Regions from separate parts of the Mus musculus genome. Here regions 1, 3, 4 and 5 are each linked to region 2. A link is a contact called in public HiChIP or PLAC-seq and promoter capture Hi-C data. All regions are on one chromosome and are shown on one strand. Each heading gives the region's core, a stretch centred on a gene start, on an enhancer-like site or on the middle of the called end of the contact. The rest is flanking DNA. Distances are from core to core; before and after follow the strand shown. Region 1 holds the start of Gpsm1 (G-protein signalling modulator 1 (AGS3-like, C. elegans)). Region 2 holds the start of Agpat2 (1-acylglycerol-3-phosphate O-acyltransferase 2 (lysophosphatidic acid acyltransferase, beta)). Region 3 holds the start of Abo (ABO blood group (transferase A, alpha 1-3-N-acetylgalactosaminyltransferase, transferase B, alpha 1-3-galactosyltransferase)). Region 4 holds the start of Rexo4 (REX4, 3'-5' exonuclease). Region 5 holds the start of Slc2a6 (solute carrier family 2 (facilitated glucose transporter), member 6).

What was found. Promoter capture Hi-C pulls out the DNA fragments that hold promoters and counts their contacts. HiChIP or PLAC-seq counts read pairs in DNA pulled down with a chosen protein or histone mark. Capture Hi-C pulls out chosen DNA fragments and counts their contacts.
Region 1: a promoter capture Hi-C map of pancreatic islet shows a contact between it and region 2. The contact joins the promoter of Gpsm1 here to the promoter of Agpat2 in region 2. A contact is called at or near these places in 5 of 39 promoter capture datasets (the 3T3-L1 cell line, the C10 cell line, hematopoietic stem and progenitor cells and 2 more), 1 of 484 Hi-C or Micro-C datasets (bone marrow-derived macrophages), 8 of 115 datasets of contacts at active chromatin or transcription factors (the SCID.adh cell line, acute myeloid leukemia, double positive thymocytes and 3 more) and 4 of 9 other capture datasets (adipose tissue, liver, macrophages and 1 more).
Region 3: a contact with region 2 is called in a promoter capture Hi-C map of neutrophils, with 3 times the contacts expected there. The contact joins the promoter of Abo here to the promoter of Agpat2 in region 2. A contact is called at or near these places in 4 of 39 promoter capture datasets (the HPC-7 cell line, cranial neural crest, neutrophils and 1 more), 2 of 484 Hi-C or Micro-C datasets (bone marrow-derived macrophages and embryonic stem cells) and 2 of 9 other capture datasets (liver and pancreatic islet).
Region 4: an HNF4G HiChIP or PLAC-seq map of pancreatic cancer cells shows a contact between it and region 2. The contact joins the promoter of Rexo4 here to the promoter of Agpat2 in region 2. A contact is called at or near these places in 4 of 484 Hi-C or Micro-C datasets (CD4 T cells, bone marrow-derived macrophages, liver and 1 more), 6 of 115 datasets of contacts at active chromatin or transcription factors (the 230-238 cell line, acute myeloid leukemia, double positive thymocytes and 3 more) and 3 of 9 other capture datasets (adipose tissue, liver and pancreatic islet).
Region 5: a promoter capture Hi-C map of neutrophils shows a contact between it and region 2, with 2.7 times the contacts expected there. The contact joins the promoter of Slc2a6 here to the promoter of Agpat2 in region 2. A contact is called at or near these places in 13 of 39 promoter capture datasets (the 3T3-L1 cell line, the C10 cell line, HPC-7-derived erythroid cells and 7 more), 8 of 484 Hi-C or Micro-C datasets (B cells, CD4 T cells, CD8 T cells and 4 more), 7 of 115 datasets of contacts at active chromatin or transcription factors (bone marrow-derived dendritic cells, bone marrow-derived macrophages, effector CD8 T cells and 4 more) and 5 of 9 other capture datasets (adipose tissue, embryonic stem cells, liver and 2 more).

What each region holds. Positions count from the first base shown.
Region 1 is chr2:26,314,121-26,316,820 of GRCm38.p6, forward strand. Gpsm1 (G-protein signalling modulator 1 (AGS3-like, C. elegans)) reads left to right here and starts at 1,413. Exons shown (of 14, transcript NM_153410.5): 1 at 1,413-1,600. The coding sequence starts at 1,533. Gm52505 (a long non-coding RNA gene) reads right to left here. Exons shown (of 2, transcript XR_003953775.1): 2 at 1,229-2,306.
Region 2 is chr2:26,603,028-26,605,727 of GRCm38.p6, forward strand. It overlaps Agpat2 (1-acylglycerol-3-phosphate O-acyltransferase 2 (lysophosphatidic acid acyltransferase, beta)), which reads right to left and starts at 1,390. Exons shown (of 6, transcript NM_026212.2): 1 at 1,002-1,390. The coding sequence starts at 1,183.
Region 3 is chr2:26,863,723-26,866,422 of GRCm38.p6, forward strand. Abo (ABO blood group (transferase A, alpha 1-3-N-acetylgalactosaminyltransferase, transferase B, alpha 1-3-galactosyltransferase)) reads right to left here and starts at 1,273. Exons shown (of 6, transcript NM_030718.5): 1 at 1,149-1,273. The coding sequence starts at 1,161.
Region 4 is chr2:26,963,106-26,965,805 of GRCm38.p6, forward strand. Rexo4 (REX4, 3'-5' exonuclease) reads right to left here and starts at 1,281. Exons shown (of 8, transcript NM_207234.2): 1 at 947-1,281. The coding sequence starts at 1,213.
Region 5 is chr2:27,026,554-27,029,253 of GRCm38.p6, forward strand. It overlaps Slc2a6 (solute carrier family 2 (facilitated glucose transporter), member 6), which reads right to left and starts at 1,445. Exons shown (of 10, transcript NM_172659.2): 1 at 1,264-1,445; 2 at 588-750. The coding sequence starts at 1,352.

The DNA.
Region 1 (2,700 bases), core at 163-2,662, 290 kb before region 2:
AACATCACATATGGGGCTCATTGGTTTGGTCCTTGGCAAAGCTGGGGGCCCGCAGGGGCTTGTATTGCTGCAGTATGTCTCTAAGGGCCTCCTAAAACCAAGGCCTGGGAATCTAAGCCCAGTCTGACACCAAGTGGGTCATAGCAGCCTCCATGTGTATGTTGTATCCTTTGAAGGCAACCAGGAAGCGCCTGCATTCCAGAGCCAGGGTCTGCTAGGGACCAGGCCCGAGACTTCAGCAAACGTGGGTGGTGCCTGGCCAGCCATAACACACACTCTGCCTTAGCCAAGAGAGAGCAAGCCCTGGCTCCTGTGGTCTTAGGGGGAGGTGTGGGGACAGCAGCAAGCTTGCGCCTCGCCCCAGGCACAGATGGTTCTCATTGCTCGCTCCTGCTCCTTCCTAGGAAAACAAACTAGCTCAGGGCCAACAGCCCAGTTTTATCTTGTGTTTGTTTTTGTTGCCATTTTTCTCCGCCTGAAGCCACTGTACTGTGGGCTGCGTCTGCAGGGTCTGTCTGGGGTGACCTTGGCATGGTGTCCCTCTTCAGACCAGGGTCCAGGGGTGCAGAAAAACTGCCAAGGACACTGCCATAGTCTGCACCCTGACATGTTCCTGTTCCACTGAGGGTCACAGCTACGTTTTCAAGAAGATTTAGAGTGGCCTGGAGAGAAGAGCAGAGACCTGGGTGAGTCCCAATGGAACTGGCTGTCCAGATGGTGCCCTGTGGCTGGCTGGGGGTTGGCTGAGGTGAAGGCTCCAAGGCTACTCAAGTTGGATGAAGAAAGATCACTCCGAGGTTCAGATCCTCAGGGTCCTGGGAGAACTCAGAGGAGGGTAGGCAGATGAATGAGCAACGGCCAGCCTCCCACGTGGGCTCCTGGTGTTCTTCCAGTATGTTTTCCAAACGCTTGCATTTCACAGATGAAATTCAACATGAAATCTGGTGGTGAAAGCCCTAGGAAGGTAGAGACTTGCCTAGGGCTGGACAGCATCCTCCCACCCTGACTCCATCTAGGAAGACCTGTTTTCTCCTTAGCCCCAGGAGCATCTGCATGGCCTGTACCCCACAAGAGGTGACAGGAAAGGAACAGGATGTGTGTGTGACAGCAAACTCTCGTGTGTGTGTGTGTGTGTGTGTGTGTGTGTGTGTGTGTGTGTGTGTGTAAGAAAAAGCACTAAACTCCAGGCTTAGCAGGGCTTCCCCCCCAAAGAAAAGGAAACACAGCATTGTCCACACTAGAGCAGGACTCTCCTTGCACTGGACCTCAAAGACAGAGCCCCGCCCACCCCACGGTAGGCGGGACCGCCGCAGTGGTGGCCGGTGGGCGCCTGCCCCTCCCCACCCTCCCTCCGCCTGGCGGCGGTGACATCACAGCTCTGGCGGGAGGGGCGGCGGCACCCCAGCACATCACTTCCTCGGCGTCTCCCGCGGACGCGCGGACAGGCGGACGGACGCGCGGACAGGCGGGCAGATCGGCAGGCGGACGGCCGCAGAGCGGGGCGGTGCTCCTGCTCGGCGCGTCCCCGACTCATGGCGAGCCCGGCCCCGCCCGTGGCCGAGGAGCTCCCGGGCCCGGCCTCCAGGCGCCTCTACTCCAGGTAGTTCAAGGACCGGGATGGGAACGGGGACCTGAGCGGCAGACGCGGGCGGGAGGCTGCCGGCCCAGAACAAAGGCTGCTGCGGCGACGCGCAACGTGGCCGGGGACGCGCCTCCCTGGATCTGCGTAGGGAGCGGTGGGGGCGCGGGGCCCAGGGCCCAAAGATCAGTTTCGCGGTAGAGGGGTTGGGACTGGGTTCTGCCTGCAACCCTGTCCTGATGCCAAAAGGGCTTACGGGGCGGGCACTCCACCACCCGGCTCTGCGGGACCCTGAGTAGCATGGATGCCAGTCTTCGTTATCTGGAGTTCTCTTCTCAAGCCTGACACTGCCGTGACCCGGTGTTGGTGTAGCATGGCCACGACCCAGGCTGTCATGATGGGGCCCTGCCTTCACTAGCTATCCCCAGCCCTAGGCCAGAAGGAGCTGGGCCTGAGCCAGGCAAGTGGGTGTGTGCTTCCCTACAAAGGCATTTGCCTTCCAGGCAGGTTCACAGGTGATCGAGCGGTCTGTGCTGTGTGCCCGCCCACTGGGAATGACAGGATAGTCCTGCCCCTGGCTCCATGCCTCCCTGGTGACTCCCTTTTGATGGATGAGGGTGTTCTCCGGTGAGATGCTGATCCCAGAAGTGGACCAGAGCTGTCAGTTCACTCTGGCTTCAGGTTGAGCTGGACCGGCCTGAGTTCTGGGCAGGGGCTGTCATCAGACCTAAAGGAAGGCCCAGCATCCTTCAGTTAGCTTCTGGCCCCCACCTCGTCTAGCCCTTCCCCATATCTGGGGTCTCCCTGTTAGGGGTCAACCCTGAAGAAATCTACTCAAGTGGGGTGGTTCATCAGCTAGCCAAGCTCTGCCTAGTACCCCCAAAGAGCAAAATGAGGGCTTGGTGCCTGGCGAACAGATCCTTGCCGTCCCGTTCTAATACAGTGTTCTAATGCTGCAGCTCAGAGACAGTGTCCCCATTGTGTGGTGTTGAAGATCATGCCTGAGCCCCACACCCTCCTCCAAGTTCTAGTGCAAGGGTAAGAGGTTTGCTAGCAGCTTCTTGGAGTCCCCTGGGAGCAGAGGCTCTGTGGGGTCACATTTAACTCAGGGCCAGCCACCC
Region 2 (2,700 bases), core at 140-2,639:
TGGGGAGGTGGGGAGCAGGCCTCCCCACCCTGTTCTATGCACCGTGAAAAGTGCATAGCTAGGGCACCCTTGTCTTCTGTGCAAGGGTCTCCTCTGCATGTCTGCTCCCTGGGACACTGGATAGTCACTATAAGCACCTGAGAAATGAGGGCTGGGACCCACAAAATATGGCTGGTCAGGACAGCATCCTAACCCCAAAGACGACCAGATACAGCCGAGAGTCAGGAAACCATCATTCACAGTCCTTGTAACTACCGCGGGGGAGGAGGGGCTTCAGGGGCACAAGGTCCGAAACACCCAGGCAAGGCCAAGGCCAGGACATTGCAAAACCCACCCTCTCAGCAGTCCAAATGGGGCAGAAAGAAATGTAGCAACAGTCTCCTGGGAGTGTGGACAGGGAGAAAGGACTAGAGGCTTTTTCTCTCGGGCAGCCCCCATTGCAGGACAACCTAGCCTGATCTCCATACCTGTACCTTTTGCTTGTCCACTAAGCTTCCCTGCTCTGGGAGATGGGCAGAGGAGGATTCTGGCCACAGCCTCCTTCCTTTATTGCTAGCAAGCCAGGTCCAAAGACAGTTCGGCCCCCACCCCCCAGAAGAGGAAGTTAATGACAAGGAGAACCTGTGGCTACAACCTGGGCACAGGTGTCTTCTAACCGGCAGAGAGGTGGAAGCACGGACCGGAAGCCTGGCTAGGCTTCGGTTTCCCTGCTGGTGAAAGTGGGATTGGGCCTGTCCCACCTTCGCTCGGCCCCCTCCCTCTCCCAAAGCTAGCGGCGCGCGCAAACCCGACACTCCACGCTGCGCGCAGGGGGCGCCGCAGGGCCGAGCCCTACAAGCGGCGCACATCGTGACACGCGCCCCTGGGACGGGAAGCCGCGTCGTCGGAGGCTCCGGACCGTGGGGACGGCGGGGCGGGCGGGGCAGGAAGGAAAGAACGCGAGGAGCTCAGAAGTTAGGAAAGCGGAAGCGCGCGCCCATCCCGGCGTCCGGCCCCCTTGCCTCATGTTATCCACGGTGCGGCCGCCGTGGCGCAGCAGGCAGACGATCGAGGCCGCGGCGGAGAAGGACAGGCAGAGCACGCAGTAGAGACCGACCTTGGCGTAGAACCTGGCTGTGCGGCTCAGCTGCACAAGCAGCAACAGCAGCAGCAGCGCCGCCGTCAGCCATGGCCACGGGTCCATGGCGGCCGCACCCCAGCCCCGACGGCGCCGCCGCCCTCCACCCGCCGCCCGCGCCCCTTTTGAGGAGCGCCGAGGGTAGAGGGCGGGCCAGGCTGGAAGCCCAGAGCTAGGTGCGGCCGTCCCGCCCTGTTCCCGCCCCTCCGGGCCTGGCCCTGCCGGGGGGCATCGCGCCCCGCTCCGCCCCGCCGCGTCCTGGACGCGGACCCCGCCTCCCTCGGCCCTTCGGGTGTCACCCTCTCCGCCCCGCCCCTCCCTGCCACCCTGCCCCTTGCGGCAGGACATTGAGGTTCCCTCACTCGTCCCGCGGCTCCCATCTCTGAGCTGCCGGGTGGCCTGGGCTCTGGCGTTGCCTCCCACGCCCCTGCACCGGGGCTTGCGGCCACAAGTCCCCAGCCTGGCACCGCAGCTCCCTAAGGGTGTGCAACCGACCTAAGACGTGCCCATTATGCCAGTCTTGTCACCACACAAAGGACCATTGACCGGCTACTGAGTGACCAATGGTTACCTGACTAGGCCACCTGGCTGGTGGCCTGGGCCCTTTAGGTTCCCTTGAGCAGGGAGACTGAAGCCCTATTCCCATGATGCAACGAGCTGGGGGAGGCAGAAGGAGTAGTGAGAGTTTTGGAGTGGGGGTGTCTCTGGGGTAATGTGGCACCGGGGACCTTCTGATGCCCGGCCAGCAGTGTGGATCAGGCGATTGTGTTCCCATGCGCACTGTGTTCTAACCGCCAGCCTGTAGTTGGTGCTCACTGGGACACTTGTAGTAAGAAGCCTTGGGCTTGCAGGCCAGCCATATACATCCTTCCTGATCATGTTCTCAGAGCAGATGTCAGTGACAAAATGCATCTAGCTTCTTTTTTGGTGAGGTTGGTCTGCACCTAGGTGTGGAACTCAGCGATGGCTGTAGATATTAATGTGCCCACAGGCTCCCCTATATCCAGGCATTCTGAGAGAATCTCTGGTTTTCTCAGATCCGGAGAGATGATAATTTTAATATCTACCTATATAACTGTGCTTAGCTTTTTTTTTTTTTTTTAGACTTATTTTATGTATGCGAGTACACTGTAGCTATAGGTTGTGAGCCTTCATGTGGTTGTTGGGAATTGAATTTTTAGGACCCCTGCTCGCTCCGGTTAGCCCACTCAACTCTGGTCAACTCTGCTCCCTCAATCCCTGCTTGTACACCAGAAGACGGTGTCAGATCTCATTACCGGTGGTTGTGAGCCACCATGTGGTTATTGGGGCTTGAACTCAGGACCTTCGGAAAAGCAGTCAATGCTCTTACCGGCTGAGCCATTTCGCCAGCCCTGTGCTTAGCTTTTAAAGCAGGGCCAAAGCTGTGCCAGGGTGGGTAAGGAACCACCAGGAGTCACTCCAGCTTCAGGCTTCTGTGCTCATGAGGTTGCAGGCAGGGTGAGCTGCAGGGTTTCAGCTTCTCTGGTAGAAGACCCAGATATGCTTGGAGAGAAGGGGGGGGGGGAGAGGGGTGCTACGGGGCTGCTAGGATCCCAGCTGAG
Region 3 (2,700 bases), core at 23-2,522, 260 kb after region 2:
ATGCTGAACTTTTTACTTAAAATTGCTAAGATTGGCCATAAGATGGCATAGTAGGTAGAGCCTTCCTTCCTGCATAAGCTTGACAACCTGGGCCTGAGCTCGGGAACCCAGGAGTTAGAAGAAAAGCTCCTCCACAGAGTTCCCACTGATCCCCTCGCGCATGCCAATGTGTACATGTTCACATGTACACATCACACACAAAAATAAATAAGAAAACTCTATCTTCTTTGTTATGGGGAAAATGTTTCAGATGGTTATTTTGTTTTATGTATTTTTACCACAGGAAGAAAGGATGGAGAGTGAAAAGTGAGTTTGCACTGTCGAGGGTCTTGAGCCATCAAGGGTCAATATTCCGGTGTTCATGCCTGGGGAGTCAATCTTGCTGGTCACCTTTGTGCTGACTAGGATTTAGACAATGGTGTCAGTCTGTAAGATCCGGGCCCACGGATGGGGTGAGGCACAGTCACCACTAAAACTAGAATAGAAACTAAGTGGACTTTGTACTCTCTTGTATTCCTCACAGGTAGCACACACTTTTGGCAAAAAGAAATTCTCTTCCAGGATTAATTTTGCTTTGTTTGTGTGTTTCTTTGTGTAGTACTAAGAATATTTCTTTGCTATTGAATTGACCCTAGCTTGACCAGGTGAGGGCTGGGGAGCCAACCCCACCCTTCCTCCCAGTCACCCCTTCCCTCCAGCCCTGCAGGATTACTGGACTCAGCCACCTGGAGTCTCCTGCCCTTGGCCTCCTTCCCCTTCTCCCCACAGGTGGCCTGGACTCCTAGGAGCTCCTGCAGGGCCTGATTCATAGCCACTGACCACCACCTGTGTTCTGGAATAGCTAGCGTGTGGGGAAGAGGATGTCCAGTAAAGGGCAGACAGATCACGTACATTCAGTGCCCTCCCTCAGCAGCTTTGCCTAGTCAGATCAGAATTTTCCACTGTGACTCTGGCCCCACTTACCCACCTTTTGACAGTACTCATGCACAAACACAGATCCAGGGACACTCGGGGCTCCTGCCAGCCCAGCCCAGCCTGCCTGGCCCTGCCCCATCTGAGCCTCTGACCCCAGCAGCAAAGAAGCCCGGTCCAGATGGTAGACAATCGATGGAGGGTGCCCACAGCCAGCCCCTTATTCCTCAGCTCACCTCTGAGATTCATGTCAGAACCCAGGATGGTTCAGTGTCTGTGCAGCAAGCTGTTAGGCACAGGCCAGGTCTCAGGCACACAGGAGAACTCACCCCCAGGGGAGATAATACACAGCTCTGAACACCTGTGGGCGGGGAAGAACTCTGGCAGACTTCTGATTTGCCCAGGCGTGTGTACAGGAACCAAGTGTCCTCAGACAGGTATCTCCAACCACAGGTCACATCACAGGGACTGTGGGTGATTCTCCTCTGCTGTCATGCTCTAACCTGACTTTGCTATGGTCCTCAAGTCTGTCCCACTGTCTTCTTCAGCTTGCTTTGTCTCTCCCTCCTCTCTCTCCCTCCCCCCTCTCCTTCCTCTGCCTTTCCTCTTCCTCCCCCTCATCTTTTCCAGTCTTTTCTCTCACGCCATCTCTTTATTTCTGTACCTCTCTGCAAGATGTCATGTATCCCAAGGCTGGCCTAAACTTGACTATGTAAATCATGCTGTCCTTAAACTCACATAGATCTTGTCTCCATCTCTCAATCTTGTCAACTTAATCTAGAAAAACGTCATGTGAACCAAAGTTCCCTCGAAAGAAGCTAAACCTTCCAAGTACCTTCTACAAGGCTAACTGACTAATGATGGAGAAGTAAGACTGTCGCCATACCAGTCTAATTACAGTTTACCTTGGGCTAATGTCACCTTCCTTAATAGCCATTATTTATCCACCTCTCTGTCTGAACTAATATCTTTGTAACAACAAAAAAGTGTTAATGTATTAGCCTAACACATGATTTTTTCTATCAATCAAAAGGCTAAGAACTGGGACTGGTGAGATGGCTCAGCAGTTAAGAGCACTGACTGATCTTCTGGAGGTCCTGAGTTCAAATCCCAGTAACCACATGGTGGCTCACAACCACCCATAATGAGATCTGAAGACAGCTACAGTGTACTTACATATAATAAATAAAATCTTTAAAAAAAAAAAAAAGGCTAAGAACTGATTGATCTGCCCCAAGCTTTTAGATGAGGAAAAGTAAAGTCGACCGCCATGTACATGAACAGTCGTCGTGCTTTTACTACTGGGCATGCACACTGCATGATCTATGGAGCTTGCGCACACACGTGGGGGTAGGGGAACAGGGAGAGAGAGAAAGAGAGAGACAGAGACTGAGAGAGAGAGACAGAGAGAGACAGAGAGAGGCAGAGAGAGAGAGAGATTCTCACTGCTGGGTAAAAGGACATTAAAAACAAGGAAAAGATTCTTGGCTCTCCTACAGGCTATTTGGCTTTCCCTACAAATTGCTGTCCTCCACTGCCAGGGTGCTCACCTGTCTGCCTAACAAATGATAAATGGTCCTAGGACCAGTGGGGCTAATTAATATTCTGATGACATATCCTGACCCAGTTCTGCCTGAGACCATGGTAAAGAAGATACACACCGGTTGATGGAGGGCACCAGAGAGAATGGCCAATCTCCCAAAAACCACTGGCAGGTCTCTGGGGTCTAACTGACCTTCTTCACCAGACTACTCATCTAGGGTCCACAAAACTTACTGAGTTCCTCAG
Region 4 (2,700 bases), core at 31-2,530, 360 kb after region 2:
ACAACAAGATGGCAACCAGCTGAGAGATGTTGCAGTGAGTTTCTACTTATTCACTCCCCTAATACTTAAAAGGCCTGAAGGATTTAGATTCTTGTAGAAACCAGAGCCAAATCCAAGTTTCCTTTAGTAAACATGTCCTCCCTGCACACTTTACTTTCTTGGGAGAAAGAACAAGAACCAGCATACACAGCCCTGACTGTCCACAGGGTTTGGCTGCTCCTGGGTGTCCTGTTGGAAGATCCACACTAAGGAACAAGGTGGAGTGTTGTTATGGAGGCCAAGAAATTCCTTATTGTCTTTCTTACTGAGGCTCCATGACATACACTCCTCAAGACTCCCTAGAAGTCGACAGTGAAGGCATATTCAGCACCCCAGTTCTGCTGTTTACACCGTATGTGACCTACTTTCAACTCAAACCCTGTAAGTTATGTGTCACAATTTCCCCGTCTAAGAAACAAGGGCAGTAAAAGCATCTAACTAAGCTGGGCGTGGTGGCGCACGCCTTTAATCCCAGCACTCGGGAGGCAGAGGCAGGCAGATTTCTGAGTTCGAGGCCAGCCTGGTCTACAGAGTGAGTTCCAGGACGGCCAGGGCTACACAGAGAAACCCTGTCTCGAAAAAACAAAAACAACAAAAAAAAGCATCTAACTAGTATGGAAGAATTTATGAATGGGGGTAGGTATAGAGGCTCAGGACTAGGGAGGCTACCTAATGTAGGAGGACAACCACTAGTGTGGGTATACCCTGAGCTACAATAGTTCCAGAACCACTGGGCCAGAGTTCTGGGACATAGTTTAAGACGTTGCCAGGGTGGCAACCTAGATAAGTGATTCATAATTGAGAAAAAGAATTTGAATGAAGCAGAGGGCAACATCCCTTCCTCCTTCGGAGTCTGTGGCTACCTGACAGAAAGTTCGGGATGAAGGTGGCCTGTCGCCGGTCTCACCTCTTGCAACGCCTTCCAATTTTGAGAAAAGTTCTCGGGGGCCTTCGGCGGTCGGCCTGCCACAGCCGCCGGGTGGCTTCCCGGAACCCCACTTCCTGCCAGAGCTTTGCTCTTCCTGAACTTCTTCTTGGCTTTCTTCCTAGCGAGCTTCCTGATAGGCCCAGGTTGGGGCACCGGCGCGGTGGCCTTCGTCTTCATCTCCCCGCTCTCCGCAGTCGGAACCACCAGGGAAGAGACCGCGACTCCAGCAACCGCGCAAGCACACATTTCCCAGGGTGCAAGCGTGCTCCACTGCGCATGCGGGAACCCGGGTTGCTGTTCTCTTCGCGACCTGCTAGAAACCGAGACTGCATCTTTGGTTCCGCACGTATGCGGACTCTGCGACTAGCCCGCTAGTTAGCACTGGGGGCTGACAGCCCTGGCTAGCAGCGCTGCGGTTGGATACCCAGAGTTTGACGGAAGGGAGCCCAGACCTTCACAAAGATCTGGTGTCCCGGAAGGCCGCAAATGAGGAGACTCTGGGACACCGGAAAAGGCTGGGGGACTACTCTCGGTGTGGCACTCACGGGGGTACGGAAGAGGCGGAGGCGGGTCTTGTGTAGGTTGCCCTATGCACAACCACACACTGCGAATACCGAAGCCTTCCCCACGTCTCTGGTTTACTGACTGCAAAGGCACGCCAGCAGTGTCCGATATTAATGATAAAGCAAAATTTAATTGTGACTATATACGTATACATATACATTCTTAATCGCAGTGTTAATGACCAGCAATCTATTCTTGATCCTGATAGTGCAATACAGATGGGGCGGTCACAGTTGAATCGTTTGCCCTCGGGTTTCTCTGACTAGAGATAAGCAGCAAAGCCAACAGACCACGTAAGAAGGTTTGGGAGACTTGGTGGTGGCTGTTAGGAAAAATATCCAATCAGGACACCCCCTCCCCGGCACCCCCCAAGACCAAGTTCTGAGCACAGAGAAGGCTAGGCAGATTCCGCAACACACTTCAAATTGGCAGTTAAAGAGACTAGGCCTAAGGTATGGGCAAGTCCAAGCAACTCGATTACTAGTAGAAAAAAAAAAAAAAAATCCAGGCTCTAGCCTTCGCACCTGTTGGTATTCTGTCTGGACTCCACCCCCACCGAAACCTGGCAACAGCCAGATATGCTCCTCCACACAGTTACCTGGTAGCAGCTAGGTAGGACTGACCCTATAAAAGGGGCTGCTTGCCCCCTCATCCCTCTCTCTTTCTCTCTCACGCTTTTGCCTCTTGGCCCCTTGTTCCCCCCTTTCCCCATTCCCTTACCCCCTCTCTCCATATGCTCATGGCCAGCCTCCAATCCTCTCCTCCCCCTCCCCCTCCCCCTCCCCCTCCCCCTCCCCCTCCCCTCTCTGCCTTTGTCTCTACTACCCTCTTAACTCCCCTCCCCATGCCCCGAATAAACTCTATTCTATACTATACCGTCATGTGGCTGCTCTCTCAGGGGGAAGGGATGCTGAGGCATGGGCCCACTGAGGCACACCCTTCCCCCACACCCTGCCAGAACAGATCTTAGTAGCTCTTTCTCTTTTTATGATCACAACAGCACTCACTCAGATAATGGTTCTGGAATGCCTAGAGATAGAATAAGATAAAGCCCATCTACCCCAGAAATCCAGTGCGCTTTAAATCGAGCCTTCAAGCTCACTTGATGGTCTCTCTATCTTAGCAATGGGAGACCCCAGCATGCTGGACTTCTGCAGAATAAAACACTC
Region 5 (2,700 bases), core at 195-2,694, 420 kb after region 2:
AGGGCACACAGTGTGGCCTCAGTTTCTTAGTTGCGTTATGGGAAAAACATAGTTAACCTCAGGGGTGAAGATATTTCACGAAGTGTCTAGCATGTGCTCAGCATGTGCTGTGCGCCTTGCACATTCCCACCCCATTTGAAATGCTCAGGAGACCCCAAATCTTTCCAGCTTTGCTGTCAAGTCGCAGTCCTAACTCAGGGTCTACTGACATTCTAACGTTAAAGTCTTGGGCTCCTGGGCTCTGTTTAGCCACGTTCTGTCCTTGTCCATATGGCACCTCTCATCCCGCTAGCATCTGGTGTGACTGCCTCCAGGCACCCAGGAGGATGTCAGCTCTGCTGTGGCAGCCTGGCTTTGGGTATGGGGTTGGGAAATCTTCCCCTCAGCCCTGGCCCACATCTCTGCAGGATGTCACTTCCTCATGTCACTTGCCATCACCGCTAGCAGACGGGAATGCGTGTTAGGGAGAGATACCGGTGCTCTAGGGGAGGTTCCAAGGCTAGGTGATTTTAGTTCCCTGTGGTAAGCAGGTTGAGTGGGCCCATGCTCCCTCCACTACCCCATCTGATTTAGAGAACAGGCCTCACCCCAAACCAGGATGCCTGGATTTTGTCCAGGTGTAGTGCTGGGTCAGAAGAGAGCTTCAGTTCAGGGATGACTGGAGATGTGTAGACCAAGGCATACCCAAAGCTGAAATTGCCCAGCACAGCGGCGAAGGTAGCCAGGAACACCCTTCTGTTTTTCAAGGCCCTGGTGGGGGATGGGGTAGAACCAAAGGACCAAGGACAAGTCCTTTAAATGGACCCTGAGTTCCCAGACTGCTGCCTTCCCCGAGCCCATGACCATCCAGCTCGGCAGATAACCAGGAGAGGCCTGGGTCCAGGGCCAGTCAAGTTGTCTTCAGGCCTTAGCAGCAGCTCTGGGAAATCCCCAGGCTGTCGGCTGGGGCTGGTGCCCGTTTTCTCCAGAAAAGAAATTGTGGTTTTTGCCTCCTGTTGTGATGCTCAAAGCTTGTTCTGTGATCTTAGGCAAGACCCATGTCCTCCCCCTGTGGCAGGTGGGGATCCCACCCAGTATTCCTTTGGAGGCTCTCTTCTTTATGGTGGTCCAGTTCTTTAAATAGGACTTGCGAGCATGCGGTAAGAAAGAGTCAGATGACTCTTGGTGGCCACTCACCAGAAGTCAGTAATGGCCCAAGATGTGTATCGTCTGCTGGAGATAAGGCCATCCCAACCTCCCATGCCCACACCCTGAGACTCTCACCCGGCTCGTTCTCTCTCTCCAGGAGTCGCGGGCACCTCGGGGAAGGTATCATAGTCGAGTCCCTCGGTTCTTAGCAGGGGTTCCTGCATGGCCAGCGCGGATGGTCAGATACAGCGGGACTCCACTGCAGAGCTAAAGCATCTGCCTGAGCCCTCAGCACAGCAGGCGAAGCTCCGCCCTACAGATGCGATTGGCTGCAGGGCGGCCCTGCAGAGCCGTGCTGTCCAATGAGACAGCCGCACGCCTCGGATGCAGGGTGCGATCGGGCTCCCGGGCGTGTCCCATCGCGTGCGCCTTGAGGCGCTGGATTCTGCCGGGGAAACCCGCTTCTAGGGCAGGGCCGCCTGAGCACCCTTTCGCCAGGCTAAGAGCGTGGACTGCTCCATGGCTGGGTCTGGCTTTATGGAGGAGAAGCCCAGAGAGTCGTAAGCTTGCCAAGGTCACACGGAGGATTGTTATTATTATATATTTTTTTATTATTGCCTTGCTTGGCCCTGTTCTGTGCCCTCTCCCGTCACATAGATGTCACTTCTACACCTGCCACTTCACTTCTCGCCTCCTAACCCTAGTTGACTCCAATGAATCACTACTTTGGGTGTGTACAGTAAGTAGGAGGAGGGTGGAGCAGAAACAATTAGGGGTAACTCCAGCAGGTGCCCTGCGGTGTCTCACCCCATAGCTGTGGACAAACCCCAAGGCTTCTCTCTGCTAGCAAGCAATCTGTCTCTGAGCTACATTCCTGATCTCTGGGATTTCCTGGTTGTCCAAATAGCTTGCACTGTTCAAAATCATTCCAGTAATGGTATAAAATGACCAAAAAAAACGAAACAGAAACTTCTCTAGGAGGTGGAAAAAGCCACAATCAAGATGCCTATCTGTGTCTTTGGACTTTTTCAGTCACAGGAGTGGACTTACTTCCTGTTCACATTTATAAACTGACCCTTTGTTACCAGGCTATTAAAACAGTAAAGGGTGTTGTAGAAGTCTCAGTTCCCCTTTAGAAACACTTCTAGAGAGGACAGTAGAGACCACAAAACTGCTGCGACCCACCCTGGCTGGACGTCTTTCCTTCCTGTGTTTGCCTTGCCTGTCTGTTACTTAGTGGGGAGGTGAACTTTCAGTGAGTGGTGTTCCACTTCACATCCAAGCTGAGTGTGTGTGTGTGTGTGTGTGTGTGTGTGTGTGTTATACATAATTTTGGGAGCCTGAGAGCACTGGCTGCTCTTGCAAGGACTCAGGTTTGATTTCCCAGCCCCACGGGTTGGCACACAACCCTCCTCTTACCTCCATTTCCAGGACAATTGGTGCCTTTTGGCATCAGCTTTTATGTGGTACAGACAAAACACCCAAACATGTGAAAAACTTAAGATATATAATTTTTAAATTTTATGTCTGTCTGTGAGTCTGTGCTCCTGAAGCTGAAATGATGGACTTGTA